Linked DNA regions of Mus musculus: regions 2, 3 and 4 are each linked to region 1. The links are chromatin contacts, called in public HiChIP or PLAC-seq and promoter capture Hi-C maps. All regions are on one chromosome and are shown on one strand. Each heading gives the region's core, a stretch centred on a gene start, on an enhancer-like site or on the middle of the called end of the contact. The rest is flanking DNA. Distances are from core to core; before and after follow the strand shown. Region 1 holds the start of Cwc27 (CWC27 spliceosome-associated protein). Region 2 holds the start of Kif2a (kinesin family member 2A). Region 3 overlaps Dimt1 (DIM1 dimethyladenosine transferase 1-like (S. cerevisiae)). Region 4 overlaps Ipo11 (importin 11).

Region 1 (7,538 bases), core at 2,802-5,301:
AAGTAAGAAAGCCAATAATGAAGAGATGACAAAGACACACAGCACAGGTGGAAAAACACCTGAGAGGTCAGAAAAGAGCTGAAGAAGTCAAGTGTTTGGGGTTTTTTGTTTGTTTGTTTTTTGTTGTTGTTGTTGTTGTGTGTGGTTGTGTGTGTGATTGGAGAATACATAAGAATGGCAGGAAAAGGTAGAAAGGTCATGATCAGGTTACACACATCATTCTTGCAGAGAAGGGAACTGGAATATTTGAGAAGCTTGAAGAAATTCAAGATACTGTCCCCCTAGTTATGGGGACAAGGAAAGAGCCTATGAAAGGTTAAGTGGCTTAAAGAGAATTACAAAATCCACAGATTGCTGCCCCTCAGGAATGACAGAATGAGACATGATTCATGAACACTATTTTAGCAGCCACGTGTGAGAGGAAAGACGTTACCTACAGTTTGACTGAGGAATGAGGAAAATTGGCTGTGGTGTGACTTCCCACTTCTGTTATTACAAAGATGCTTTGGCAATATGCTGAAGGGATGTGAGACAGGGATGCTGACCCTGCCATTTCATCCTCTGCCCTGGCTACACAGACAGAACAAGGTCAGCATCTGCACCATCCTTCTCGGCAACACATGCTGCTACTTGAACCAGGTCAACTCTTGATGGAGAATGGAGACTTACTAATACAACTTCAACAGCTGGGCTAGGCTGAACAACTGTGAATGAGCAAAGAAATGTTCCAAAGAAAGTAAACTTCACTGAATCCTATGTTCAATGCCATTTGTCAAATGACTAAGTGTCTAAGATTTTTTTTTCCCGAAGATCTTCAGTATCTCATTGTTACCTACATAATAGTTTAAGCTGGCATTCAATGTGGTGGAAACACGTGACCACTGAAGCAGACAAGGCTGGTGGCTTCTGAAAAGCAGCCTCATTACTCTATAGTTATACCTTATAATAACCAGGAGCACAATCACCCCAAGCTGAATCCATCACACCTAAAATAAAAGAGCATGACACAATACTTGTCCTTCTTGATGATCACCTCAATGGAGCCCCATTTTCCTTCCGTGCAGCATCTGGATCGATCATCCAAGAAATTATCTTAACATCTTCTGTATCTGCACTTTCTAAAGCAGTTGCATTGTGCGTTTGTGCCACCTGTCAAGCCTATTATCTTGATTTTTTTGGGGGGGGTGGGTTTAAGCAGTTTATGTAAGTCATTCCATCTGGCTTAATGACACAATTTATTATTATGCTTTGAAACATTATTTTGAATTGAAAGGTTAACATTTTTTTTAACACTGGTCTCAAGTTTAAGAGCATCTCAAACAAAGCTAGAAGAAAAATCACTTTTTGTCCCTTTTCTTCAGGAGCAAATTATCATTCCTAAAGTTTTACGGTGTGTCTCCTGGTGTGTTCATACTCTACCAGTGCTCCAGCGCCTGCCCAAATGATGGGCAGTGACAGCAGGCCAACTCTGGGTGCAACTGTGTGATGCAGAGGTCACCAGAGCCTCACGAAATGCTTAGGCAAGTACTGTGCAGGCTCGTGGTTCTCAGCTCTTTCCTTTACATGCTATTATTCCTAGACTCCAGTCAGGTCTTCCCTTCACACATTACCCACTGTGTCTGCACAGTCCCTCACACTTTATCCTTTTAGTCCTATAATAAGTGTTGGTTTTGACTCTGACTTCTTGTCCAGTATTCTGTTTATTCCCATGCTATCTATGGGCCATTTCCATCCCGGGCCAGATAGACCTCAACACAAGTTCCAGACTGACCTTACCACCATCTCTCAACTCTGATCTTGAGGGATGTCTTCCCAGTTATGAGGCCTCCTCAAATGAGCTAATGTCAAAAACCAGGTTAATCTCATTTCCTACCCACACCAAAGCAATTAATTCTTAGTGATTCTACCACCACCACCACCCCCCCCTCCAAATTAGCTGCTTCTCTCTTAATGAGTCTACATCCTCAATGGTAACATAACTGACCAGAATCACCCTTAAGTACCAACAACGCCTCTACATTAACTAACTCTCCTCTAGGTCACAGTATCCTAAAATGTAATTTTTCTTAAAGCTGTTAAGTGTTTTCCTACTGTCTATTAACATCCTAACACTTTGTTTTTGCTTGTAAGGTCCTTCAGTCGCAGGGAATCTATTGTGCCATGGATATGTTGGAGAATGCATTTGCATTCATGGTGGCCAAGAGCTTGGATAATCTCCATTAGCTTTTGTAATAGGCAAGTTACTTGATTTCTCCGTCTGTGAAGTGAGACTAACAACAGCTATCTCATAGCAGTGGTTATTAAAGGGAGGAAAAAAATATACAATGTTTGACATAGTATCAGATACATGGGTTACATAGTAAAAGTTAGATACTTTGAATTATCGCTTTAGTTAATTTCTCTTTTCTCTCAGGTTAGCTGATCGTTAGCCACGGCAGGGCTCTTTCATTCCCTCTTTTAGTTCCTCTTCCTTTCTGTATCTGCTCCCTCTCCCTGCAGGTCCCCTGCACTCTCACCTTTCTTTAGCTTTCATCTGGAACATCCTTTTGTACACTCTGGATCCTGTTAGGTGTCCTGTTTTTGCTCGCCCCAGCGTTAGTTCTACTTTCTGTAAATCCCCCCCCCCCCGAATTCTAGGAGAGCAAGGGTTTCTACCATGCTGACTGCCACACACTCAATAAATGTAGTCACCTCTCTTTTCACAGCTCCTGGAGTGCTCCTCTGCAGAAGTTAGGAAGCAGCCCCACCCCGCAACAGTAATCTCTAGAATAAAGTTCAGAAAAGGCTGCCACGGAACAAAGACAGGGGTCAAACAGTAGCGGGAAGGGGCAGTGTTAAGCAAAGTTGGGGCTTCACAAATAGTTTGAGGGTCTTTCCTACAGTACTATGCACTGTGAATCTCCGAGATGCGAGGCGGGTATATCTCTTAAAAACACCTGCTTGATAATAGGGTTTTACAGAAACACATTCTGACAAAGTCGGCTTGGGGAAGTTCTTAGCGGCTCCCCAGTAAACTGGAGCAACAAAAACATCCCCGGAGCTCAGTTTGCCGTTTCTAGGTTAGAAACCTCTGAACACAAAAGTGGAACCTACAAAGAATCTTAGATCTAATTCGAGAAAGCACTGTCTTGAAACTGATAGGGAAACTGAGGCCCGGAAGGGCACAGCAGCGGGCCTGCAGCCACATAGAAATTACAGGCTGGAAGTGCTAGAACAAGCCTCAGGTGCTCTTCTTGGCGACTTTCAGTATAATGTGTATAGCCACCTGGATTCGGCAAAATGCTCACATTTCGAATTTTATTTTGAAATCGTGTGAAAGTTACAGTCTTCTGGGCAAGTTGTCCCCTTAGGCCTACAGTTCTCATTGTCACCAAGTCCCTTGTCCCTCTTACAATACACTTTCCCTCTAATCCTGTGCAGTTTGGGCTTGTCCAAGAATGACAGAGATGATCTTTCCCTATCTTTCTCACCCCGCTTTGAACTTGTAGTATAAGCTTTTTCATGTAAGCCGACCAAATCTAAATTTTTAGGCCTTCGCCTGATTCCCCAAGTGCTCGCTGCCACCCACCCCCGTGCTCTGGGCTTCCCTGCTCGTCTCATTCCTCTGGAGTGAGAGAGCCCTGCGGTTGACCTTCACCTGGGACTGCCATGATGCAAGGTGAGTGGGATCGTCGGAGTCCTGGGCTTTCGAGATCACGTTAGGTTCAGGTCCGTTGCGAGGACAGCGCATTCCCAAAGGGATCTCTCCCACCCGGCCACTACAACTTCACCGGGCAGGGGAAGGCCCGATGCACATCTAGGGTTGGCGGAACTAAGTGGCTGTGGATGCAGTTTCCAGGGGTGTCCTACCGCGGAGCACACGCGGTCGGAACCATTTCGGCCCGCTTCGGGAGGTGAGTGCTATCTGCAATCGCCTGACCTGGACGCAGCCCCGGGATTTACGGATTGGCCCTTTAGCTCGTATTATAAACCTCGCTACAAATTCTCTAAAGTTGTAGAGGTCCTATAGTCTTTTCTAGTTTCCTGAAGGACAGGGAAGTCCCCCCTCCCGGGGTTAGCGGTGCTCCGGTCCGGGAGCAACATGGCGGCGTCCATGATGGGCTAGTTTGGGGAGTAACTAGTGATTAGTACGGCTGTCTTGTCCGACTCTGACCGAGTGAAGTTTTCCCCCAAATACTCAGGTTAAAGAATTGTGTGCTAACAGGTGGGCCTCGCCGGAGACCCGCCATTCGCTTGCGGCCACACTAAGGAGCGGAGTCCTGAGCACTGAGCAAGATGAGTAACATCTACATCCAGGAGCCGCCCACTAATGGGAAGGTGAGAGCCTTACCTCCTGGACACGGTGACTGGGGGCGGGCAGGGAGGGGCAGCTATCGGGGATTTTAGAGGTGGAAAGACCAAAGGACTCTTCTCCACACCCTGCATATGGCCAGTGTTGCATTTATATTCTTTACGGTGACGTGTCTCAGCATATTTTTGAAAGAGTTCTTGGGCAACCTCCCTATTCGCTAGTCTTCTGACCCCTTAACTTCCTTGATCCAACTCACGTGAGCGCCTTCTAGTGTCTATTGTTTTTAAGACTTATCTCAAGATTGTACACTTTTGCTTGTTGTTTAACTTGGAGATCGTGCATTCTCTACAGTCATTATTGAAGGCCTCTTTGGCACCACGCACTCTACTAGGTGCTGATGATACAAAGGTTGGTATTCTACCTTTATATGTGTGTCTGTATTATAGACACACACACACACACACACACACACACACACACACACACGTATATATATACTAATTCCCTATCTCAGGATTACAGACGTGCATGAACACACCTGCCTTTGCTTGGGAGGTATTGAAGAAGAGATTATATTGCCATGACAGTGATGGAGGGAAAACAGGAAATGATGGGGAAAACATCTTGGAGGAGATATCTTTTGAGATAATTGTCAGTTAGAAGCAGGGGAGGAGTGAGGAATGTTATTTCATAGGAATGGGAGTAGATTCCCTGATAGATTTCATGCTGAGCTATATATTTCTAGAGGACAATATTAATTTTAATGAATAAATGCGTGTAGAGATGAAATAGACTGACCATTCCACAATGCAGAACCTTCACGCTTCATTTCTCTAGTTTGCTATTTTACCTGTTCAAATGTAACAAAGAAGCCTATCAAATAGCAGATCTCAGTGATGCCCTGGGTCTCAGCAATTACCCAGTATTTAACAGTATCTTACCTTGGTTTCTTTCCTATATAGAATGCAAACACTATAGAGTTGAAGATGAGCATCTAGAGCAGTGGTTCTCAACCTGTGGCTCATGACCCCTTGGGTTGAATAACCCATTTACAGGGGTCGAATATCAGATACCCCGCATATTAGATATTTATATTAGGATTCATAACAGCAAGATTACAGTTATAAAATAGCTGGAAATAGTTTTACGGTTGAGGGTAAATACAACATGAGGAACTGTATTACAGGGTCACAGGATTAGGAAGGTTGAGAACCACTGGCCTAGAACATTGCTTTACGTAGAGTTCGTACACTACGAAAGAATAGCTAGGCACATGACTTAATGCTGTTTCTTTAGCTTCTGAGAGGTATTAAGCATAGGTGAGGGTGGAGTTAAACTGTTATTCCTCATGGGCACATTTAGTTGTTTGACTCTAATGACTTCTTTTTTAAGAACTAAAACAGGGTTTCATATGAGTCCTTAGCTGTGCTGGAAACAGTTGTTTACTGTAGGAAATGATTTGATATATCCACAGAGTAAAAGCACTTCTGAACAGGAGCTCATTCATACAACAAGTATTTTTAAAACTTTGTGTGTGTGTGTGTGTGTGTGTGTGTGTGTGTATGTGTGTCTATGTCTGTTTGTGTCTGTGTCTTGTTCCATGCTGGTCCCACTGCACACATTCGAAGGTTCAGAGAATAACTTTAGTTGATGGCCCTTATCTTCTCTCAGCTTAATTAAAGGCAGCGTCTTTTTGTTGTGTGATGCTGCCTGTGCCAGCCTCGCTGGCTTGTGAGCTTCTGGAGAACCTCTTGTCTCCTTGGCTCACCATAGAGCACTGGGATTAAAGACACATGTTACAGAACTCACATTTTAAAAAAGAATGAAAGAAAAAAGAAATCACACAAAGTCCAGGTACTTGTCGGTAATTTTTTAATGTTATGATCTAAGTTTTAATTGTTAGTTACATGGTACCTAGATTAACTAAGCCTGCTTTCACAAATGTCATTTTAAAGATAGCAGTAATAATGTAGAAACTTGGCCAGGAGTAGTGGTGCTTATCTTAATCACAGCATCTGGCAGGCAGAGACAGGTAGATCTCTGAGTACAGGGCCACCCTGGTCTACAAAGCAAGTTCCAGGGCAGCCAGGATTATACAAAGAAACCCTGTTTTGAAAACAAACAAATGTAACAACTTGGTAGGTGTGGCCATACACTCCTTTAATACCAGTACTCCAAGGCAGAGGAAGATGGATCTCTGTGTGTTCAAGGTCAGGCTGGTCTACAAAGCCCCATTGAGACCCTGTTTCAAAAAAAACAAACAAACAAACAAACAAACAAAAATACCAACCAAAAAATCAAAAAACCAAACCAAAACAAACAACAACAACAACAACAAAAAACAATGTAAGAAAAAAAAAATGGTAGCATTGAAGCATAGAAAGCGTGAGAAATCTGTCAAGTCGAAGTTAGGAAGGTTGTTGGGAATACATGTTTCCATTTATTATTGGTAAAATGAGCTTTGTATTAAATATTTGTTCTGTCTTGAAATATTTGTCATTAAGATTATAAAGCCATTGTTTATGCTCTACTGAGGTTTTACAACCATTTTAAGCCTAAATATACAGAACTGGAAGACAGACCTCTCTAATTTCAATGAAAACATATTTGGTGAAAGAAATCTGATACAAAGGGGCACTTTTTTTTGTTTTGTTTTTTTCTGGTTTTTTCGAGACAGGGTTTCTTGTATCCCCTGGCTGTCTTGGAACTCACTCTGTAGACCAGGCTGGCCTTGAACTCAGAAATCCGCCTGCCTCTGTCTCCCAAGTCCTGGGGTTAAAGGCGTGCACCACAACACCTGGCTAAAGGGGCACATTTTGTATGATTCCATTCATATGAAATGTTCAGATGGCAATGTCCACACAGACAGAAAAGAAATTAGTAGTTGCCAAAGGTGAGGATAGCAGGAGTAGAGGGACTGAAATGGGTCAAGGCTTTATTATAGGGAAATGAGATGTTTTGGAAATAGTGGCAGTGGCTGCCAAATTCTAAAATCCAGGGAACTCTTTAACAGGGTGACATTGATATGTAGATTATATCTCAATAAGTATTATTTACATATAGATTATATCTCAATAAATATTGCTATGTTTTTATAAAATTAAAATCAGAACTACTTCTAAATATGGTCTTTGTAACTTCACAAAATTTTTTAAAAGGTTGCTAAGAAGAAAAGCCTAAGTCCCCCCTAATAGTAAAATGTGTTTTATTTCAAGCATATAAGGAAGGGACAGTGAAGTAGGTCAGC
Region 2 (7,538 bases), core at 3,043-5,542, 2.2 Mb before region 1:
AACAAACAAACAACAAAACCCCAAACTAAAAACCAATACAGGACAAAAAGATTGTTAACTCGGCTTAGTTCAAATACCATATGAAAGATTTGGTGGGGGACATCAAAATAAGTCAACCACAGTGGCACATAGATGCAACAAGAGCAGGTAGGAAAATGAGACAGGAATTAGGAATTCCAAGTTGTCCTTACCTCCATAGTGAGGATAGTTTGGGCTACCGAAGATCTCATCTCAAAAAGCCGGCAAATCTAGGGGATGAACAAAATGTAAACAATACAAAACCAAAGAGTGAAAACGGAAAAACAAAAATGTATCAATTTCTTTATGGTGGTGGTGGTGGTGGGGTTGTTGGATAAAAGCCCAATGTTGATACATTTCCACTTTGTTTTATAATAAACTATTTTTAATGATATTAGATAAATATGATGAGTATCATACAAAACACCCAAGCAAGTTTACTTCCTTATTTACTAGAAACTAACACAAATGAAGTCAAGCAAAAAACCTCAGAATTCTAACAGAAAACTGAATCCGAAATGCTTTAAGTACATTTATACTACTTAATGTTAACAGCATGTTACTTTGTGAAAGGATATTTGAAACTGTTTCTAGTTAGGGTGTGGCTCAGCCCTTTGCACACATTTTTAATCCCTCTGGCTGGAATACAGACATGCCCTTAGTATTCACCTTTAATCTCAGACAATGAAGGGAAAGTTCGTTGGGAGAAGGAAGCATCCGAGTTTGTAAGTGATGTCTCATTGAGAGGACAGAAAAATGATGAGTCAGAGAAAGATCTGACACAATAAGATCTGCCCAACTCTCATGAGAAGAGAGAGGAAAAGGAAGCCACTTGAGGGAGAGACCGAGAGCACAGGAGGAGGGGAGTGTGGTACAGGAACACAGTAGTTTGTGGAGAACAAGACAGAATTGAGAGGGAGAACAGAGCAGCACAAAAAGAGAATTGGAAAGAAGAGGGCAGTTTTCCTAGGACAGTTTTACAGAGACAGGTTGAAGAGAGAACAAGCTAGACACAGGTGAAGATAGAATGAGCCAGAGAATGAGAAGGAGCCAGAAGATTGCCAAAGATAGTTCAAGACCAAGCAGAGCAAAAAGCCAGACATGCAGAGAAGCCAGATTGAATCAGTGAGCTTGAGAGGAGTTTGAGACAAAACAGCCGGCCAGAGATCAGAAAGAAAAAGGAAGGGTGAGCTTAGTCGCTTAGTCGGCACAAAGTCTCAGGGGCTGAAAACACGCTAGGTCTAGATTAGATTGTAAGGAGGCTAGAAGCTCCTGGGACAAGGCACAGGTTAGCAGTCGGAAGCAGTAAGCCTCCGAGATGACAATTATTACAAGAGAGTAAAAGTTACTTTTATATTACTTTATGCGACCTATGTTCCATTGGCATTTCAGAACTTTAAACATGGAGGACAAATGACCATAATGCTATGGTTTGAATATGACACAGGCCCCATGGGGCTTTGGCACACACGGTCTTCATCCAGCTGGATGGTACTGTTTCGGTAGACTATGGAAACCTTTGGAACATGGGGCTTAGCTGGTAGATATTGACCAATGGACAAAACTTGAGGCTATATCTCAGCCCAGGGACCAGTCCCATTCTCTGCTCCCTGATCTTCCAACAGGTGAGGTACCTCTGTCACACACTCCCACTGACATGTCTTCCGCACCACAATGGACTGTATCCTTTGAATTCTGGGCAAAACTAAACTTCTCTCCCCTTAAGTTGGTTCTGTCCAGGATTATTCCATGCAATAAGAATTTGTGTGTGTGTGTGTGTGTGTGAGAGAGAGAGAGAGAGAAAGAGAGAGAGAGACAGACAGACAGACAGAGAAAGAGACAGAGACAGAGACAGAGACAGAGAGAGGAGGAGGTGATGAGGAAGGGTTGGAGAGAGGCCCAGTTGTGGGAAGCCACATGTGCCGTTGCAGAGTGGCACTGACTACTGCTGGCCACCACGCATAAGTTTGGACAAACAACCAATGTGTACATATGCAGTAAAGTTTTTTGCAAAGACACTGCCTGGCCCGGGCATGATAATGAGGTTCTGTAAGGTACTGAGAGTATAACCAATCAGATGTGAGACATGCAAATGAGGTATGATAATGAGGTTCTGTAAGGTACTGAGAGAGTAACCAATCAGATGTGAGACATGCAAATGAGGTATGATAATGAGGCTCTGTGAGGTACAGAGAGAGAGAGTAGCCAATCAGATAAGGAACATGCAAATGAGGCGTAGTGCATAACCAATCCGGGTGTGAGACACGCCTCTCCTAGGCCTATAAAAGCAGCACCAGTTCTGGGCTCGGGGTCTCTTCGCCTCTACAATCAAGCTCTCCCAATAAACTTGTGCAGAAGGATCCTGTTGCAGCGTCGTTCTTCCTGGCCAGTCGAGCGCGCGCAAGACCCAGCGATTAAGAGCATTAATCACTGGCTGCTCTTCTAGAGGTCCTGAGTTCAATTCCAGCAACCATGTGGTGACTCACAATCTCCTATAATGGGATCTACTATCCTCTTCTAGTGTGTCTGAAGACAGCTACAGTGTACTCATATAAATATTAACAAATAAATCTTTGAAAAAAAAGAAAAGTTCCTATGTATACATAGTTATAGATCAAACATGTCTATTTACAAAGTGATACTTACCACTTTGCAAGAATCCCTAGGCAGAAGAGTCATCTAGGCTGGAGTGGGTGGAGCAGGTTTTACAAAGACAGTAGGCTTTCAGGGCTAGCAGTTTAGCTCACTTGGTAGAACACTTGCTTGTTGGTGTTGTAGTTGCCTCTCTTTCTGGGATAAAGCACCATGACCAAGACAACCGACAAAACAAAAGTGTTTCACTGTGCTTATGGTTTCCTAGGTTTGAAGTCCATGATGGTGGAACAAAGGCATGCTGGCCTCAACACCTGAGCGCTCACCTCTTGATGCACAAGTAAGAGGTCTAGAAAGCTAACTCTAAATGGTGTCTTTTGAAACCTCAGCGCCTGATCCTAGTGAAACCCTTTCTCTAATAAGGGCACATTTCCTAATCCTTCCCAAACAGTTCCAACAATGGGGACAAAGTATTCAAGCACATGAACCATTCTCATCCACAATGCTCTCATCACGTACAAAGTCCTGGATTCTATCCCCAGTACCACATAAACTAGAAGTGATGGCTCACACCAGTAAGGCATTCAAGATTATCCTCACTACATAGCATGGTTAAGGCCAGCTTAGGTCAAATGACACCCTATCTAAAAAAAAAAAAAAAAAAAAGTAAATAACAAGTGAAAAATGTAGGGAGGTGAGAGGAAGATTTAAATAATCAGGGGGAAGGAGAAGAGATCATATTATCCTAGATCATGGGGGAAGATGAAGAAACCAAGATGCAGGAATGGGCAGGCAGGGAGTAACTGAGGAGAGTAGTAAGTCATTCTACAAAGAATTTACGACAAAGCTGGTGGAGGTTACACTTCAGTTTACACGCTTGTCTACCTGGCCCCCTCTGCTTGGCACTCTCCATGTTGCTGTAGTCAGCTCAGCCACATGACTGCAGAAGAGGCTCATTATTCAACGTTCTTCAAGTCTCTGCTCTGATTTTGAGTCATAGCTGCTGGAGTTAGAGACTAGGGCAAGTAAGCCTTGAGCTCTACTGAAGCAATAGGATAGCAGGACAGGCCCGCTGGTAGCCCAGGAGGGCTTCGCTTTGAATTGCAATGAGCTGGGAAGTAAAGGGCAAGGGGAGGTCTTCGTTCCTACTCAGGGTGGACGACACCCTTTCGACCCTCCATAATTGATGGGAAGCCTGAACCAGGCATGCCCCGGCCTTAATAAGGTTCCTCAAGGACCGGCTGCCCCGGAGTGGCATGCGATCTGACAGCCACAGAAATGCACTGAGCCAGTTCTTTAATCGGTCAGTGCCCCTCAGTCCCGCGCCCCGAAAGCCTCGATCCCACTCGGCCCTCAACCCGTTCCTGCGGCAGCGTGCACGCGGAGCGGGAGCTCTGGAAGGACGTCGCGAGTCGTTTCCCGCGCCTCGTAGGCCGCCGCGTGCGGAATCAAACCCGGCGCGGGTTCGTACCCGGCCGGGCCGCGCGCGCTCCCGTTCCCGTTCCCGTTCCCGCGGACGGCTCAGCCCCGCCCGCCGCCAGGCCGCAGCCGAGCTGGGCGGGGCCGCCTGCAGCCCGAGCGCGCGGGCGCACGGCAGGAAGCCGCGGGCCGCCGGGTGTGCGCAGGCGCGCGGCGCCCCGCCTCTCCAGCGTCCGTAGGGGCGGGCGGCGCGAGCCCTCCCACTCTTCCCCCGCGCCGCCTCACGGCTGCGGCCCTCGCTTCACCCGGACGCCCGGCGTGCGCGCCCGCCCGCCCGCCCGCCCGTCCGCCCGCCCGTCCGCCCGTCCGCCCGCAGGCCCGGGGCTTCAGCCCGCTCGTCCGCCGCCGCTCTCGCCGCGGCCCCGCTCGCGTCCACGCTGCCTCCCGGACCGGCGCGGACGCGGGCCACCGCTGCCCCTCCCGCCGCCACCCCGCCCCCTCCCCGCCTGTTTCGCCCGCCTGCCGCCGCTCCGGATGAGGTGATGGCAACGGCCAACTTCGGCAAGATCCAGATCGGGATTTACGTGGAGATCAAGCGCAGCGATGGTGAGCCGCGCCTCTGGCCGCGTCGGGCCGGCTGCCCCTTTGATTGCTCTACGGGTTGTGGGGGCGGGAAGGCGGCGGCCCGGCGCTTTTGTGTGCGGCGTTGTGCGGGTGAGGCGGGCGTGGGGTCCGCCCGGGCGCCGCTGCAGTGCGGGGCCCCGGCCGCAGGGCGGGAGCCGCTCCCGGGTTCGCGGTCCTCTCCCCCCAGGGGACTCCGTTAGGGTTGCCCGTGCCTCGCGCTGCCTCTACTCTGCCTTTTACCGGTCTCTGCCTCGGTGGCGTGGAAAGGGTGGTAGCGTGAAGATCGGGGATGTCGGCACCGAGAGACCCGACTGGCAGCCAGAGGCCATTGGGGAGCCATCCGGTTGTTGTTAAGTGCTATCCGGTTGTCAGGCCTCTTTGCCTGTTCTCCCCCAAGCATGCTGCTTTCTTCTGCTGATCCAAGTGCAGAGAAGGCTGCACTCGGCCATGAAAAGGGGTGGGGGAGTAACGGGAAAGAAATACTCGGTACGCTTCACCAAGGTGATGCTACTGAAAGGGAAGGAGAGGATGGAGAGAGGATGGACGCAGTCCACGGGAGACACTCCTGAGAGGGTGGGCGACCGGATGTTGATATTTTCACACCCTGGGGAGGTAACTGAGAGAAGTGTAAGGCGAGGGGAAGAGACATGTTTAATTCATTTAAAAAAAAAGACCCATAGGCTGCTTATGGATGTTGCTGTAGGTTCCTCGTAGGGGGGAAATATTTTTATCACTTCTAAGTGTAAAGTGAAAATCATCCATATTGTAAATGAAATAACTGAGTAGAAGGGGATGAATGAAATGCTAGTGTTAGGAATTGATTCTTGACTGCATCTCACTTGTACCCAATTCCTTTTACTTAATTGTGGCCTATTCACCATCCTTTACCGCAATTAATAAGGGCATGGCCAAAACACCCATTTCTTGGTTTCTACCAAATTTGATCAAGTCACATCAGTATACATGAGTAGATTGGTTTTCCTGTTATTTATGATGTGTTGGAAGTGGTTAGTGATTTTTTTTTTCTCTCCCTCTTTGCAGCTGAAGTAATTTGGTAACTGGAAGGATTATTTTGTGTATTATATATTTTTGAGAAAATACATTATAACTTGTAGAGCTTTAGAAGTTACCAAACGGAAAAGGGATACTTTCTTTACTTGGATTGGAGTTTGCTTTATCAATTCTCTGAAGATGACTTTCTTGCAATCATTATGCTGTCTAATGCCATTTTATTTTTTGGTGAATGTAGGTTGGCAGTATGTTAACAAATATAGGACTTACATGTTAATTCAAAACTTGAAGTATAATAAACTGTATATTCTTTACAGTCTTAAAGATCTTAACTAAAATCATTACAAAATAGCTCTATAGTCAAGTGATTTTATCTGAGATGCCATTTTTTTAATTATGCATTGAAGTAATTTTGGTTCTTTGGTGATTCTAGGATATAGGTTTATAATATTCTTTCAGTCTTTAATTTCAGCCTATAGCAGAAATTGTGATACACAAAAGCTTTGTATTTTCAAAAGTATTTTCCTCAGGAAGTAAGTGTGTACATTGTGTATTGTCCTAACTGATAGTGTAAATGCTTATACATCATGTAAATACTTACATAATGCCAGGGAGCCAAAGTAGGTAACTTTGTAAAAACAACATTTAGAATTTCTTAGTTTGGGAGACCTTATGATCTCGGGCTGGCCTTGAACTTGCTTTATAGCTGAGGACCCTGAACAGCTCCTGCTTCCTGCCAATTTGTGAGGTTTCCAGGATCAAGCATTCACTGATTGAACTACATCCTCAGCCCTGAAAATCGGGTGACTTTCAAAGGAAATCACTGGGATTAAAAGTGTTCAGTTCCGTCTCCATGAGACTCTTCCACGTGCTCCTTCTTTTCACTTTCAAGAGGCTGCTTTTGTTTTCCTTCCTTCTATAACAGATCTGTGATAGAGAAAATACTAGTGGTTATTGTAAAAAGTAAAATTAAATAAATAAACCTAGTTGTTGAATAAACACTGATATCCTGAAAACTCAGATCATAGGAGTAAATAAAGAAGGGCCACTTCAGCCTGCTGCTAACCAGGTAATAGATACTGCGCTGCATGTATGATCTTTGTCCCTGATTTCTCTATCAGTGACAGCCATATATTAAGAGATTCCAAAGGCCAAATCATGAACCAAAATGGGCCTATTTGTATCTTTGAGGATCTTCAAAAAATTCTAACCCCAGTAAGTCCTCACTGATGATTAAAAGCAGCTTACCAGTGGGTTTCTGCATTCCTAAGTCCTGCTGTCTCATCCATGAGACAGCATATTTCCTTAAGCATTGATACTCAGAACTGGACTGCTTTATGTTTTCAAACGATATGACTAAAGTAGACATTCACTGGAGAGCAGTGGTCCTCAGCCTGTGGGGGTTACAGATCAGATATTTACATTGTGACTCATAACAGTAGCAAGATTACAGTTACGAAGGAGCAATGAAGTAATTTTATGGTTGGGGGGGGCACCACACCATGAAGACATATACTAAAGGGTTGCAGCCTTAGGAAGGTTGAGAACCACTGGGATAGAGAGGGCAGTGGAGGCATGTGAAGATATCCACTCTCACTCCAACCACAGCCAGGATGTTACAGGATTACGATGCTTAATGGCGTTAGGAATTGCTTCAATACATCTGCATAACCCCCCACACACATGTGGGTGACAGGTGAGTTCATTGCTCATTATTGGATGTTTTGTTTTCAAACTTTGTTTAGGGCTGGTGAAAAGACTCAGCCTGATGATCTGAGTTCAGTCTCCAGGACATTGATGGTGGCAACAGAGGAGCAACCCAACCCCTTCCAATTGTTCTTTGATCTCCACATGTGCCCATGGCATGTGGATGT
Region 3 (7,538 bases), core at 2,149-4,648, 2.1 Mb before region 1:
TTGGGGGATGATTCAGTGGGTGGGAAGTACTTGATTTTTAGTTTTGATTTTTGTAACGCATGTAAAGAAAGGTTAGGTGCAGTCACACAGGTCTGTTGTCTCAGTCCTATGGTGAGTTGGGAGGGAGGCAGAGACATAAAAACCCTGCAAGTCCCAGAGTGGTGTATGCCATGGTAAACAACAGAGGCATTCTTTTAACATGGCTACAAAGGCTCCATGGAAAGTAACTGTCTACAGAGGCTGATTGGTTAGAATTTCCATGACAGGAAAAGTTGGAATGTTGCAGAGCCTCAGCCTCTTGACAGTTTTTCTAACCCCCAGGAAAGAGTCATTCCCAGTTCACTTCTGTGTTGGATCTAACTTTGTGTAACTAGTAAATAAAAGCACACCTAACATCTTGATAAACTGATAAAAACTTTTGGAATGTATTAATAACAAACTAATGAAAAGATAAGTGTTATGAGATAGTATCTGAGATCAACAGTGGAGATTTCTCCCTGGCTGAACCCCACCTTTCAGATGTTTCCACCATTGAATTTAGAAAATGGCTTCATGACTTTCTTTGTTCCATTACTAGAAAACCTTCATAAAATTATTTGTACTTGAAATATGTAATTTGGGGTAACCTAAATCTGTGTTCCTAGGCCATTGCCACTCACATTTGGCTCCAGAATACACATAGAGGCAAGGAACATGTACCTTTAAAAGTACCTTATGTATATTGATTTTGCTCTTGCTTCCCTCAGTTCATATGTGTGTGTGTGTACATGAAATCAGAATGAAATTCCTACTTTAAGCCACAGATTTGCAGCTTAAAATTTTAAAGCAAGCCCTTCATGAAGTTGGTGATTAGACATCATGTCAAATATGGCATTAGTGACTGTTTCAGAAAAATTAACTTTGTAAAATACTGTATTTCTTTTTTTGTTGTTGTTTTTTTGGTTTTTTGAGACAGGGTTTCTCTGTATAGCTCTGGCTGTTCTGGAACTCACTCTGTAGACCAGACTGGCCCTGAACTCAGAAATCCACCTGCCTCTGCCTCCCGAGTGCTGGGATTAAAAGCGTGAGCCACCACTGCCCAGCAAAATACTGTATTTCTAAAAGGGAAAGTTAAGCTTATCATTTTTTCACATGTAGGTCTCGCCACACAGTATTATATGTTGTGATGATTGAACCCAGGGCCCCCTGCACAGATACATTGCAGCAAAAGTAGAATTACATACCTGTTGTCATTGTTTAGAGCTCATGATGTTCCAAACATTGTTTGTTGAGGGATGCGGTGCTGTCCCTTACAAAATAAATTGAGTATTTTTGCTTATAAGCATTTATCCACTAGAGCACAGCATCATACCAGTTGTGATAATTTAAACACCTCTAGACATGACTAAGTGTTCCTGGGAAAAGCTACTTCCATTTGAGCATCACTAATGTAGAAAAATGTCTCTTTTCCATAATTCCTTGTAATTTAATAATTTATTAACCTATTGATAACCTGGTCAATAAAAGGTAGTAGATAGAATATGTGAGAGCAATTATGTGTTTGTTCTGTTAACTTCTCTCATAATCCCTGATGAGAAAACATATTATTTTTTGAAATCAGGTTTTAAATTTTCATACTAAAACTGGTATAGTAGGGCTGAGTAGAAATGTCATAATACTGGAAGGAGTGTCTGCTTTACATTTGAGTAAGACTCATAATTTCCCTTTTAGATAAGATTACATACTTAAACACTTAAATACTTCCTGTATTCTCAAAAGAATTAGAAACAGACTAAAACTCAATAGTCTATAAAATGTGTATAAGAGAAACTGGTTGAAAATCAGTTTGTACTCGGTAGAGTTACGCACAGCTCTGAGGTACTGGATAGATGCTGTAAAAGTTGTGCACTGTACTGCTTGTTTTACAATACTTACTCCCTTGTTCTTTTCTTATTCCAAGATAAAGTGAAATCTTTTCGCGCAGCGCTACAAGAAGAAGAGCAAGCAAGCAAGCAAATTAACCCCAAGAGGCCCCGAGCCCTCTAAGTTGGCGTTTGCTACTAAAGGATCCCCAGAATCCCCAATACTGTAACAACGGTGGTCCGACTGTAAAGGCCACTTGAACGTTTTTGAAATCTTTTTTTTTTTTTTTTTAACGTTTTTTGAAATCTTAAGTGTGTGGAAAATATCTTGTCCTTCATCTGAATGACATTTCAATTTTGTGAAACACTCCTTTGTCGACAAAATGCTTCTAGACCAAGAGGCACAACTAATAATTCGGACTAGTGAAGTATTTTGTTTCATTTGCCCAAATAAATAGTGATTGCTTTTGGATATCCTTGCCAATTTTATTTAAAGATTGTGGAAGTGATCCAGAAGTGGAAGATAGGGGAAGCCACAGAATTTCCTTTAACGCAGATCAATTTTCATAGCAAGACTGAGCAATTTTGAACCCTTTGCGTGCATGCATACCTCATGAGTGATTGTACATACTTTGCCTACTCCTAGAGACACTCGTGCTTACTCATCCTTCTGTGCCTTGGCTAAGGCTATTGACCCTAGATTTCTAAAACAGCCGAGATTAATTACATTCCTTGTTTGTGACTGTAAATTACCTTTACTGTGTGTACATTTTTACTGTATTTGAGACATTTTTTTGTGTGTGACTAGTTAATTTTGCAGGATGTGCCATATCAATTGAACGGAACTAAAGTCTGTGACAGTGGACATAGCTGCTGGACCATTCCATCTTATGTGTAAAGAAATCTGGAATTATGTGATTATAATTTTCTTAGCATTTTCTTTGTAAAAAAAAACCTAAAATATGAATTAGTTGGTGTATAGTAAAAAGTAAAGAAATTCTGAGAGGAGTTTTATTTTAGGATAATACATATATACATATGCAGTGTGTGTGCCAGTGGTGTTAACAAGACTAATAGTGGAATTTGGTCCTTAACAATGCCATTATTTAAGTTGAAGTGTTTATTAACTCACCAAAATTTAATGTACTGTTAAAGGAAACTGGCTTCTGATGCATGAACATTTGTATGTACACTGAAAGTAATCCCTAATACAAGTTAGATAAACCAAGCATAGACAGTATGTACCCCTGAGAAGTGTTGATGACTTATGAGGCAGGTTATTCCAAGCTCCATCTAAACCTAGTATGTGATGGTTTTTGAGAATCATATTTCGCCTGTAGATTGATGGCAAAATAGGCTACTCTATTAATGGCAGCACTCATTTTTAGCTGCTAATCTAAGAAAGAAAACTGGCCAATTTTCATGTAAATATTGTTTAAAGATATATATATGTATATCTCTAGGAGTTTTCCCTTGGTTCCCACTATCTAGTCCAGTAGGTTAACCAAAGAACCTCCCATGGATCTCTTAACTCTAGGGAGCCTACTGATGACTCAGTGTACCGAGGGGAAATCCATGAAGAGTCATGAGCCAGGTTCTTTACTTCACTGGTCATAAATGATGAGAGTAGCTCTGAGGAATCCGAACACCATGGTGAAAACTCTGTAAACATGAAATCTAAATCAAATGTAGATTTTTTCACAATATGCTTATTAATAAATGAAATTTATGAAACGAATTTAGAAATAATGTACTTCAATATAATTAGCTTTGTTTTGGAAGGAACTCAGGTTTTCTTGGAGTTTTATGCTATATTCTATTTGTGTTTGTTTCAAAGACGGGAGGAAGAATGAAGGACTATTTCTATTGACCTTGCAGCAGCTGTTTAAAGAAGGTAATTTTTGCTGGGTATAGTGGTGCATGCCCTTAGTTGCATCCAGCACATGGAAGCAGAGGCAGGTAGATAGATTTCTGAGTTCTGGACCAGCCTGGTATACATACTAAGTTCTAGGACAGCCAGAGCTATGTACAAAGACCTTGCCTCCAGTTCTGAGAATGTCTCATATATAGTGGGCAATAAAGACACAAACTTGCTCATAACTTACCTAACAGTTGAGCTTTAATGTTACTGGCATTGGACAGGTATTATCTTTGAAGGTCTTTATAGATACATGTTTCCTTATTGGCTTCGTCCTGATCTGTAGTCAGAGTACATCAATAAATATCTTGGTAGGTAAAATATGATTCAGCTTTACGGAGGGAAAGCTTTAGTTGGAAGAAAATAAGCTGAGAAAGCCTAGTCTAGCAGAATTGTTTCCCTAAGGTAGAGAATGGTACAAGTGAACTGTGCAAAGTTGTTCTGACAATAAACAAACTTTAAGAACAGTTCTGATCAATATGACAAAAGCTGCTTTTGCAGCTAAGCAAATGTTTTTGTTCTAGATTAAATATTCTTTAGAAATGTCTCAAACTTAAAGGCTGCTAACTATTCATAGCTACTATAATAAGTGTTTACTATATGACTTAGAAACTGGATTTTGAAGGAAAAACTGTAGGCGAGCAATTTATATTAAGTTTACTTAGCATTCTTTTTCTCAAGTAATTGGAGATATTCCTTTTAAGTTTTAAGTATAAATAGAGAAGCTAGTTTAGTTTCCTTATATAAATAAAACAGCTAATTTATTAAAATATATAAACAGCATTTATCTTTTATCTGACAATTTTTAAATAGCTTAAAAAGAAACACCAGGTAGTAGAATTTTAATTATCTAGAAGTCAGGAATAACCAGGAACCTGTAGTTTTAGTCTGTTCTTTTAAAAAGCTGAAAACTAAAACTGGAAAACTTACTTTGCACAAGTATAACCCCAGAATTTATTTAGGAGGCTGAGGCAAGAGTCTGAGATTAAAGTCAACCTCCAAAAGACCCTCTCATTCAAGAAAGGAAATGAATCATAAATTAATGAGACCACCTATTTGATTGACAAAACCCTCCAGAGTTTTTCTAAATCTGAAAATTGTAGATCTTGTCTCCCTTAAGGAAATATGTGATTTAACATGAGTTTTTACTTTCTAAGCTTCTGCATTTTACAGGTAGTCTTATGCAGAACTTGCCTGTACTGTCATTGCAGCAGACTCAGCTCCCAGAATTATGATGTTGTTTGTGTTGCAAGAGGCAAATAATAACACGTAGGGTGAAGGTGTGTGAAGAAAAGTCACATTGGGGGCTTTCTGACTAGTTGAGTGAGCTGTAGGCCTACGTGAACCTCACAGTCTAAAATAGTGAATAAAAGTAACGTCTTCATACAATAAATTGTTAGAAAGCTTAAGTGTATGTTGTGTGTGTCTGTGGCTTTCAAACTTAAAGACCATTATTTTTATATTTATATATAAAACACTAGGTCTACTACAAAGGGCAGGGTATTATTTATATATAATATAATACACATACATACATACATATATATATATACCCAACCACCTTTCACATACAGGATAATAAATGGTAAAAAAGTATTATTAAATAATTTAAATGATGTCCTGTAGAACAAAATTGGTTGTATTCTCAAATAGTAGGATTGTATAATTTCATTTTTTCTTGGTCTTGAAAAAATAGTTTTCAAATGGCTAGGAGAAGTGGATGCCTTCTGCATTGAATCCATGTAGCAACCTGAAGAGGAGACCAAGAAGGAATGGTGTTAAACTATAAACCCAACTTCTGACACATAATGTGCCTATTACCATTAATCCTAATACATAAACATGCCAACATACTGAAGACACAGTGCAAGCACTAGTCACTACACCTTAGTAAAAACCATGGCACGTTTGTCTTCTGTTGAAATCTACTGTTTAAGTTGGCACTGACTGAAATGACCTTAAAGACTTGCTGTCTCTGGCCTAAGCTCAACAGCACTTTCAGCATGGTCAGCTGAAAAAGAAATTGAGGCAAGGTGAGATGAGTAACTGGTCTCTGCCTGCTCTCGGGGCTGTTACCGAAGTTTAGTGAAATACACTGTACTTCTTTGTACTTATCTGACTTTTGTTAAACTGCACGCTGAGGAAGTGTGAAGTTTTTGAAATGATGTATTTGTAGCTGAGCTTATTTTTTAGGATGGCCTCTATATAGGGAGAGGTCCCTGTGGACTAACAGTCTGGAAAAGCAAAGGTGTTCACCTAGGAGGATTAACATCCAGACTCAGTCCTCCCGCTAGGAGCCAGTAACAGTGACTCTTGTTCTAGACAATTTAGTCTCTGGATACAAGTGGGGACACATCCTAGAAGTAGAATACCTGTCTAGCTCTGCAAGGACCTGAGTGCAGCCCCCAGCACTGTAAGAAAACAGTTAACAGAATGTCCAATAACTCCTGAAAGTTAATGTCAGTGAGTTAGTACAATTGGGTAATTAACTGAAACTTGCTTAAAACAAAATAAAAATGTCCACATTGCAGACATCGCTGTGGTGCCCTTTAACTTAACAGGCCACATAACTGCTATTGAATGAGTGATCAGGTGATGTGGTTCTGACTGACACTTCCTGCTTCTCTGTTTAACAGTAGGGGTTCTAAGTAAGGAAAAAATGGGTCATCAGCCCCAGCTGTGTGTTACCATGCTTTCTCTAGTGTGAGGAGGTGAGCAGACGCTATTAGAAGGTGAGTTTGGAGCAGGAGGAAGGAAACACTGCGCATACAAATACAGGCTCCGTTCTGGCACAGACTGTTTGTAACACCTGCTGCAGCTAACTAGCTGCCAGCCTTTACCCCAGTGGTTCTCAACCTGGGAGTCATGACCCCCTTTGGGGTCAAATGACCCTTTCATAGGGGTTGCCAAAGACTATCAGAAAACATCAGGTTATTTACATTACAGTTCATAACATTAGCAAAGTTACAGTTATGAAGTGGCAATGAGAATACATGATGGGGGGGGGTCACCACATGAGGACCTGTACTGAAGGGCTGCAGCATTAGGAAGGTTGAGAACCACTGCTCTACACCAAATAACTTTTCCACTCCATGAAAGTGCTATGCAATAACCCACCAGGTAGCTGCTTAGAAGCCTTTAAATCTCTATCTGAAGATACCACAGTAAAGAAATGTAAGCATTTAGAACAACAAGTATAATTACCTGATGAAGTCATCTATGTCCATGGAACGGGCCCGTTTGTCACTGAAACCTGTGCTGGTTAGGATTTGCTGTATTTTATCTGCTATACTGAAATCTTCTGGTATTACCTATCAATATAAGATCCAGAATAAATGAGCAATATATCCTTAATGAAGAGACCATGACTTTTTTCCAAGTTCAGTAATTATAGTCACCTTTAATCTATAAATGACAGCTGAGAAAACCTGACAGTTTGGGTAAGACTTTGATTTCTAATAAGAGGCTGATTTTTTTTTACATAATGCTTAGATTATTTGAGTTATCATGCTTGCATATATTGTCTCCTTTTCATCTTTAAAATGTAAAAAATTCAGGTTTCAGACTTTTATGAAATTTTAAACTAGTTGGTAGTGTTTTAAAAATTAATTCATACATTCTTGACACATATTCACCTAACCAGGTAATTTACTCTCCAGTTACTCTCAGGAGTAACTTCTCTTTTAAGTACATCACATGTTGCTGGGTATAATAGTAGTTCATCCCTGTAATCCTAGCACTTAGGAGGCAGGAGGACTAACTCAATTTTAGGGCAAGCT
Region 4 (7,538 bases), core at 3,183-5,682, 2.0 Mb before region 1:
AGGTGGCAAGTCCCTGAAAAATGATGCCCAGGTTACCTCGAGGCTCCAGTGTGGGCATGCATGCACACAAACTGAGGAGTCCCAATGGCAGCTTGTGATGCCATTGACCTTCTTGGCAGGCACTTTACATACTTTCCCCTTTGCTTTCTAAACGAAATGTTTTTGTACTCGAGTTGTGTTAAAGGCACGAGTAGATGTCAGAAGTGCATTAATTGTGTTTTCCCCCCTAGGTTAGTGACATTGGAGAACAGCCCATGTGTCACACCAGAGCTGCTTCGTATATTTCAGAACATGTCACCTCTTCTTGGTATGTCTTCAGATCTTACTGAGATGTTTGTTAATGTAACTGCAGCCTAAAAGTATTTTTCCTGACTTTAAAATTACCCCTTCCATTTTATGTCCCATATATTGACAAGTCATAGTGTTTTTATAGAAATTATTATATATATTTTTGAAATATCTTCCATTGATTTAAAAGTAAACATTAAATAACATTGCTTTATGGAAAAAATTTCAATTAAACTAAGATATACACTCATTAGAGTTGAGCTTGAACTTTCCCTAAGGAATTTTCTTTGATAGCTCTTCTAAGTGCTACCATGGTTCACTCAGCTCAGTTTACACAGGGAGTTTGTGCTGTAAGTTGTTTAAGCATTGTACATACTTTTGCTTTGGCTAAGGAACCACTGAACTTTTAGTGTCACATAGTTTGCTGAAGTATTGCTTACAAATTAGCTAAACACACATAATGTATGCGTTGTCTCTGCCTTCCTCACATGGTCTCACCCACGCTTGACCGTTTCTTTCCACTGAGCTGTAATTCAGTGCTACACAGTTCCAGAACATCACATGTGACAGGATCCTGAGGGTTCTGTGCACTTACTATTTCAGTCTCTCAGAGATGTAGCTAGATTCTCTCCCTAGTATCAATATGATTTTCATAATAATAATAATGCCTTAGTTAGGGTTTTACTGCTGCTAAGAACAAACACCTTCACCAAGGCAAGTCTTATAAGGACAACATTAATTGGGGCTGGCTTACAGGTTCCGAGGTTCAGTTCATTACCATCAAGGTGGAAACATGGCAGTATCCAGGCAGGCACAGTGCAGGAGGAGCTGAGAGTTCTACATCTTCATCTGAAGGCTGCTAGTGGAAGACTCACTTCCAGGAAGTGAGTTTATACCAGGGTATTAAAGCCCACACCCACAGTGACACACCTACTCCAACAAGGCCACATCTCCAAATAGTGACACTACTGGGCGAAGCATACACAAACCATCACAAATAGTAAATCAGTACTTTTTCTTAAATGTGAGTAGCCATTCTAAAGCATATGATAGCTCTATTGTTCTGTCTGTCTGTCGGTCTATCTGTCTATCTATCATCTATCTCTCTATCATCTCTTTATCTCTCTATCATCTATCTGTCTATCTATCTATCTATCTATCTATCAATCATCTATCTTATTTATTTCTCTATCATCTATCTCTCTATCATCTGTCTATCATCTATCTTATTTATCTCTCTATCATCTATCTATCTATCTATCTATCTATCTATCTATCTATCTATCTATCATCTCTTTATCTCAATCTATCATCTATCTATCTGTCTGTCTGTCTGTCTATCTATCTATCTATCTATCTATCTATCTATCTAGGTGGTGGGGATGGTTTAACTCACTGGTTAGTGTGACCTCCCACCGACTTACATCCCTAGCTTAAAATCTCTTAAGAATAATGCTTTGATTATAAAGTCATCCTAGTAAGTGAGCTTGCCAAGTCAGTTGCACACTTAAATTTAATTATATACATATTAATTATACACAGTGCAGTTTACTGGCCCTTTGATTATCTTTTTAAAATTTGATTTTTAATTCTTGTGGTGTATGTGTGGTGTATGCTTGTGTCTACTGGTGTGTGCACCTGCCCATGCACCTGTGGAGGCTGGGACAAGTATCTTCTCTGTTTCTCTTGACCTTATTTGTCTGTGTATAAATGAGAACGTGTTGGTGTGAATATTTGTACACATGTGTGTGTGTGGGGGGGAATCCTTGTCCCATACATGCATGCATGGCTAACGAGAGTGTCATATCCCTTGGAGCTGGAGTTACAGGCATTTGCCAGATGCTCTGCTTTATTGCATGGGTGATGGACTTTACTCTGGGTCTCCCGAGTGAATAGCAAGTGCCCTTAGCTGCTGGGTCATCTTGTTATAACACCTTCATGTTTTGTGCAAGACAGGGTGTGTCAGTCAACCTGGAGCTCACTGGTCAGCTAGCCTTTCTTGCTGGGCAGTGAGTCTCTGGGCCCCTTCGTGCTCCACCTCCCCAGCACGCAGTCAGTCATTCCTTGCCATGAGTGCTTTCTGTGGGGCTCTGTGGGTCCCTGTGTAGCTCCTCCCTTGTGCAAGAAGCCATCTACTCACTGAGCTCTTTTCCCAGCCCTCAGCTCCCACAAGGCTCAGCCATGAAGCAGCTTTAGTTTTGTTACTAAAACTTTGTTGACTATTGTTCTGGGCGAGTATTTAGGTAGAAGACCCCCAAATTTGGACCCTTTGTCAAGAATTTACTTACTTTGAGAAGTTTTATCAGACATAAAAATTCTAGTTCTAGTTTAGGAAAGGAGAGATTCTTTGCAAACAGGAGCGGATGTGAGTGGACACAGGTATGATTGGTAACAGTCGAAACTCAGTGGGTAGATGACTGTGCTGACTAGATAATGCCATTAATCACTTCATTCTCCCGAGACCCTTTCCTTTCTCTATTCCCTTCCCCCTTACTCCCCACTTTCTTTTCTTGAGGGCCTTAAAAAAATGTCATTCCTTATTCCTCCTCAGATTAGAAGAATTCTCAAGTAATAACTCAAAGTCTGTTTTTCAGTAACCAGCCCTTTGCCATTTCCTTGACATGCAATCATTCCCAAAGGCAGTGCCGGCTGCTTCCTGCTGATTCCCTAGAAAACTCTGTCTTTTAGTTGTCTTAGGGAAAGAAAGGAGGTGTGCTTGGCACAAAGGCCTTGTGTAGCTTCTTTTCCTACCTTGGGGATTTTATGTAGTGCCAGTCTGGCCGCGTCAGAACGTCAGCCAGACCGGTCATCTGAGCCTTCTCATGAGCAGGGTTCCACGCTTTCATGGTCAGCTTCATACAGCGACCCCACTCTGCCGTCTTCCCCCACTAAAAACTGAACACGCTTGCTCTCTACATACTTTTCTTTATAAACCAGGAAACCCCAGGACCCAGCTCAGGTTTTGGTTGGAAATGAAAAGTCCCAGCCGTGCGCTTTCCTAGCGTTGTTCTGACGACAGAAGGGAAGGGTGCCTTTCTCAGTCTTTAGAGTTTTACTGCTACAGGGTGAATGAGAGCACTGTTACATCTGACCAGCTTATGAATACTGGCTAGATTGTAGTCACGAAAATTTATAAAGAAAGCATGTAAGTTGCTCTTATTTTATTTTCCTTTTATCCAGGCTGGCATTGAACTCACAATCCTCCAGCCTCAACCTCTTGAGTGCTGGAACTATAATTGTGTGTCACCACCCTTGCTGTAACTTAGTTTTTCTTTTTCACTTGTTTGTAGAGATTTTTCTTTTTCTTTTTCTGATGATAAAACATTGTCAATCCTGTCTGATCTTCTATCCTAGAGCTTCCATCCAGCTGCCTTGCAAACGGTAAGCTGCATGCTTGCTGCTTCAGGAACCATAAACAGTCAAAATCCATTAGTAATCATGGTTAAAAACAAACTTGAGTGCTTCAAGTTGCTATAGCAACTTAGTTTTAACTAAAATGAATCATTACCTCACTTAAATTTTGAACAGCTAGTTAATTTGCTCTTTTAAACAATAATTACTGTTTTGGCAGAATTAAGTTCAGAGAATCTCAGAACCTGCTTTAAGATCATCAATGGCTATATCTTTTTATCATCAACAGAATTTTTACAGGTATGTCAGAACACCTTTTGCATTGTTAATAATTATATATTATTTTGGGGTTTGTGTGGTATCAGGAAGTGCCTTTTCAAAGTTCAGATTCGGTCTGATACTTTAGTGCTTAGAGATTTTATTTCCCTGTAAGTATTTCTCACTGTAGGAAGGGCGAGATCAGCGTCCAGTTCCACTGAAGCTGACTACAGAAGATGCACTATCTACGTAACTATATACTCAGCAGTCAGTGTAGCAGTAGCTTACGGCCTATCTTCTTCATTCTTCCTATGAGGGGTCTTACTTGAAAGTGTTTGCTTAGACCTTTAGTACCAATTCTTGAATAATGTGAGACCTTCCAAATTGAGTTTCTTGCCTTTTCAGTATTGTAGCTGTGTTCTTACACATATTGACCTTTGATTGGATTTCAGACATATGCAGCAGGTTTGTGCCAGTCCTTTTATGAGCTGCTACCAGAGATTACTACAGAAGGTCAAGTTCAAGTGCTGAAGGTATTGTCATTTTAAATTGATTGTCATGCTGATATTGGTGAGGCCGAGCCTCCATAGAATGGATGGCTGAGAAAGAGAGAAACTGATTGAATTCTAGCGAGTGTTCAATTTGGCCGAATTCCTTCCTCTGTACCAAAGGCATCAAATTTGAATGTGTGTACAAGTCACCTAGAGGTCTTGTTAAAATGCAGTTTTGGATTTCTCATTTTTTTTGTTTTGTTTTGGCTTGTTTTTATAATTTATTTTTAATAATTTTATAAATATTTTTATTTTATATACATTATTGATTTGACTGCAGGTATGTCTGAGTGAGGTGTCGGATCTCCTGGAACAGGAATTACAGACAGTTGTGAGCTGTCATGTGGGAGTTAGAATTGAACCCAGATCCTCTGGAAGATCACCTGTGCTCTTAATCACTGAGCCATCTCTCCAGCCCCCTGCTAATACGATTGTAGCTGATTGGAATAATGTCTATCCTAAAACCTCATTGGATAGAGATGAGTTAAAAGCCTTTTACCAACTTGTCCTAAACCTAGCAACCTTCAGTGTACCTTAAGTTTTCAGTTGTTTTGATAGTGTTCTAGGTATTCTAGTGGGAAGCAAGCCTCACCATGAGCTACACCCTCACCTTGGCAGCCTGCCTCCCAGACCGGGACTCAGACGTTAGTCTTCGTATGCTAAGCAGCAGTGGTCACTGCTTAGTTAGTCTTAGTTAGTCTACATTTGGGACAACAATTTCACTGACAGTTTTAACTTTAGTATTGAAGTTAGAAGCTAGATTTGTTGGGATCTTGTCCAGTTAAGAGCCAGTATCCTGTGAACTGTATGTATTATCTTTATATGACCTTCTATGAAAGAAATGCTATAACATGAGTATAGTAGCTAACGTATAACTGTATTAAACTATATCATAATATGTATATGCACATATGTATCCATATTTTACATATGGAATTTGAAAGCTGTAGCTGTTAAATGTCTTAATTTCTTAGCTGTGTTTTATATCAAATAAGAGAAGTAAATTCTGGCTAGACAAAGTCTTACTTTTTTAAAACTTTGTTAATTTTTTGGTTTTTTTTTTTTTCTAGACTGGGTCTCACTCTGTAGGTTTGGCTATCTTAGAACTCACTGTGTTGACCAGACTGTCCTCAAACACACAAAGATCCACCTACCTCTCTTCCCCAAGTGTTGGGATTCAAGGCGTGCACCACTATGCCTGGCAAAGTCTTTCAATCTTGACAATTACTTTTTTGTTATGAAAACTATGGCATGGGCTGGTGAGATGGCTCAGTGGGTAAGAGCACCCAACTGCTCTTCTGAAGGTCAGGAGTTCAAATCCCAGCAACCACATGGTGGCTCACAACCATCCGTAACGAGATCTGACTCCCTCTTCTGGAGTGTCTGAGGACAGCTACAGTGTACTTACATATAATAAATAAATAAATAAATAAATAAATAAATAAATAAATCTTTAAAAAAAAAGAAAACTGTGGCATTATCTTAGATCTTCAAGGTGAATTTTCTTCTAGTGGAACTCACTATAAAACGTTTATTTCCTATTAATCAATACATAGATACACAGATTTAACAGGAATAATAACCAGTTAGCACTCTGAGTGTATTGTCTGTTTTCGGTGGACACACACATATATATTCTAGATATTTATGTAAGTGTATACATGGTTGGTTTGACTTATAAATTGGGTATATTTGGGGTTATTTGTTAATATATTCAGTCATTTACCTTGTGGGTCAGGAATTAGAAACTTTTTTCTGCAAGTAGTTGAGTAAATGCTTTGTTCTGTGGCCCAGAATCCACTCCAACCTAGATTTTCTCTCACTGACCCTCTTTTCCTTCAGGTACTTAACTGCAGTCTCATAGAACATGCATTTATTTATTGATTTATCTTACACCTCCTCCAGTTAGAATGCAAGATCAATAACAGCAGCAGTTTTAGCAGGCCTGGTGACTGCTATATTTCCAGCACATATCAAGCCCACTAATAAATGTTTGCTCGATAATTGCAAGGAAAAAAATGAATTGAACTACTACTTAGTAGTATTTAGTTTGTTATTTCAAGTACTCATTATTGATATTGTCTATGAGTTATCACTCTTAGAGAAAATTGTCATATTATCTTAGTATTATCTATGTATTTTAAAATCTTTCTTCTACTGGACTCCTTTGTTCGTCTGTAAGTTTCTCCACTATCCAAAATTCAAATAGTATGTGCTATATTGTTTTAGATTTTAATGGCACTGTATTAATGGTTTTTATGTTAAAGATTTAGAGGTTCAGTATCAAACAGTAGAAGTTCACTTGGCCTATTTGTTGGATACCCTGTCCTGCTACTTAAAAGATTCTTGGCTATGCTTTGTTTGGGCTTGGTTCTTTCGTTGCTTTTTTGTACAGATGTACATAAGTGTATGTGTGTATATTTTATACGCGTGTTGGAGACAGACCTGTCATAGGACAACTTGTTTGAGTTTGTTTGTTCCTTCTACCATTTGGATTCAGGAAGTTGAACTGTGCCTACCCCTGCCCCCAAGCTTTGCAGTAACTTGTTATGTAGCACCTGACATAAAAACAGTGTTTAGTTCCGCTCAGCATATGCTAAGAGATTAAGAAAAAGCTTCTTTCTTACATTGAAACACTTTCCAAACCAAACTTGATTTGAAAGTTGTTTGATTTTTTTGTTTGCTTGCCTTTAATAAAGCCTTTTTTGCAATATTAGTAGTGAAGTAACTGTTGGAAGCTGACTTAGGAATTCTTTGGTGTGGGCATTGTAAAACTTCAGTAAGGAATATTTTAGGGAGTTCTAAGAAATAGTGCTTTTTATTGCTTGCTTTTGATTGAACTGTTATGAAATAGAGGGAAGGTGGCATGGCCCGAGTGTAGCACAGCTGGTGGCTAGATCAGAATTGCCAGTGCTATGTGATGAGAGCAAGTCACTGACTGCCTTCTCACTTTCTCTCTGTAAAACAGGAAGAGCTTTGCCAAGTTTCTAGGGCAAGGAGTGGACTTTGTGTGTGTGTGTGTATATAAAACAGTCAAGACACTGCCTAGTGTCTAATAAGCTAGTATAAAAGTTAGTTATTTTAATCTAA

What was found. Promoter capture Hi-C pulls out the DNA fragments that hold promoters and counts their contacts. HiChIP or PLAC-seq counts read pairs in DNA pulled down with a chosen protein or histone mark.
Region 2: a contact with region 1 is called in a promoter capture Hi-C map of embryonic stem cells, with 4 times the contacts expected there. The contact joins the promoter of Kif2a here to the promoter of Cwc27 in region 1. A contact is called at or near these places in 3 of 39 promoter capture datasets (embryonic stem cells, liver and pre-B cells), 2 of 484 Hi-C or Micro-C datasets (B cells and Th1 cells), 5 of 115 datasets of contacts at active chromatin or transcription factors (astrocytes, embryonic stem cells, large pre-B cells and 2 more) and 3 of 9 other capture datasets (adipose tissue, embryonic stem cells and liver).
Region 3: a contact with region 1 is called in an H3K27ac HiChIP or PLAC-seq map of the NIH/3T3 cell line, with 9 times the contacts expected there. The contact joins the enhancer-like site here to the promoter of Cwc27 in region 1. A contact is called at or near these places in 2 of 39 promoter capture datasets (embryonic stem cells and liver), 1 of 484 Hi-C or Micro-C datasets (CD8 T cells), 2 of 115 datasets of contacts at active chromatin or transcription factors (the NIH/3T3 cell line and embryonic stem cells) and 1 of 9 other capture datasets (liver).
Region 4: an H3K27ac HiChIP or PLAC-seq map of embryonic stem cells shows a contact between it and region 1, with 4 times the contacts expected there. The contact joins the enhancer-like site here to the promoter of Cwc27 in region 1. A contact is called at or near these places in 11 of 39 promoter capture datasets (the 3T3-L1 cell line, the C10 cell line, the HPC-7 cell line and 6 more), 6 of 115 datasets of contacts at active chromatin or transcription factors (astrocytes, differentiating embryonic stem cells, embryonic midbrain and 3 more) and 1 of 9 other capture datasets (liver).

The regions. Positions count from the first base shown.
Region 1 is chr13:104,813,466-104,821,003 of GRCm38.p6, reverse strand. Cwc27 (CWC27 spliceosome-associated protein) reads left to right here and starts at 4,051. Exons shown (of 14, transcript NM_026072.1): 1 at 4,051-4,317. The coding sequence starts at 4,276. It overlaps Srek1ip1 (splicing regulatory glutamine/lysine-rich protein 1interacting protein 1), which reads right to left and starts at 3,834. Exons shown (of 5, transcript NM_026075.3): 1 at 3,638-3,834. The coding sequence starts at 3,650.
Region 2 is chr13:107,019,109-107,026,646 of GRCm38.p6, reverse strand. Kif2a (kinesin family member 2A) reads left to right here and starts at 4,292. Exons shown (of 21, transcript NM_001374727.1): 1 at 4,292-4,635. The coding sequence starts at 4,572. 3830408C21Rik (RIKEN cDNA 3830408C21 gene) reads right to left here and starts at 4,077. Exons shown (of 4, transcript NR_015471.1): 1 at 2,665-4,077; 2 at 192-248.
Region 3 is chr13:106,956,626-106,964,163 of GRCm38.p6, reverse strand. Dimt1 (DIM1 dimethyladenosine transferase 1-like (S. cerevisiae)) reads right to left here. Exons shown (of 12, transcript NM_025447.4): 11 at 6,964-7,070; 12 at 3,940-5,509. The coding sequence ends at 5,467. It overlaps Kif2a (kinesin family member 2A), which reads left to right. Exons shown (of 21, transcript NM_001374727.1): 21 at 1,940-5,168. The coding sequence ends at 2,025. Among named protein-coding and RNA genes, the nearest start is that of Dimt1, 13 kb to the right of the region's middle. Within about 2 kb of position 3,398, at least 17 of the 459 cell types and tissues checked have an H3K27ac peak or open chromatin away from gene starts, as enhancers often do. A contact at or near this core is called in the NIH/3T3 cell line, where this site is marked.
Region 4 is chr13:106,853,630-106,861,167 of GRCm38.p6, reverse strand. Ipo11 (importin 11) reads left to right here. Exons shown (of 30, transcript NM_029665.4): 22 at 231-307; 23 at 3,860-3,939; 24 at 4,350-4,430. Among named protein-coding and RNA genes, the nearest start is that of Lrrc70, 21 kb to the right of the region's middle. Within about 2 kb of position 4,432, at least 5 of the 459 cell types and tissues checked have an H3K27ac peak or open chromatin away from gene starts, as enhancers often do. A contact at or near this core is called in embryonic stem cells, where this site is marked.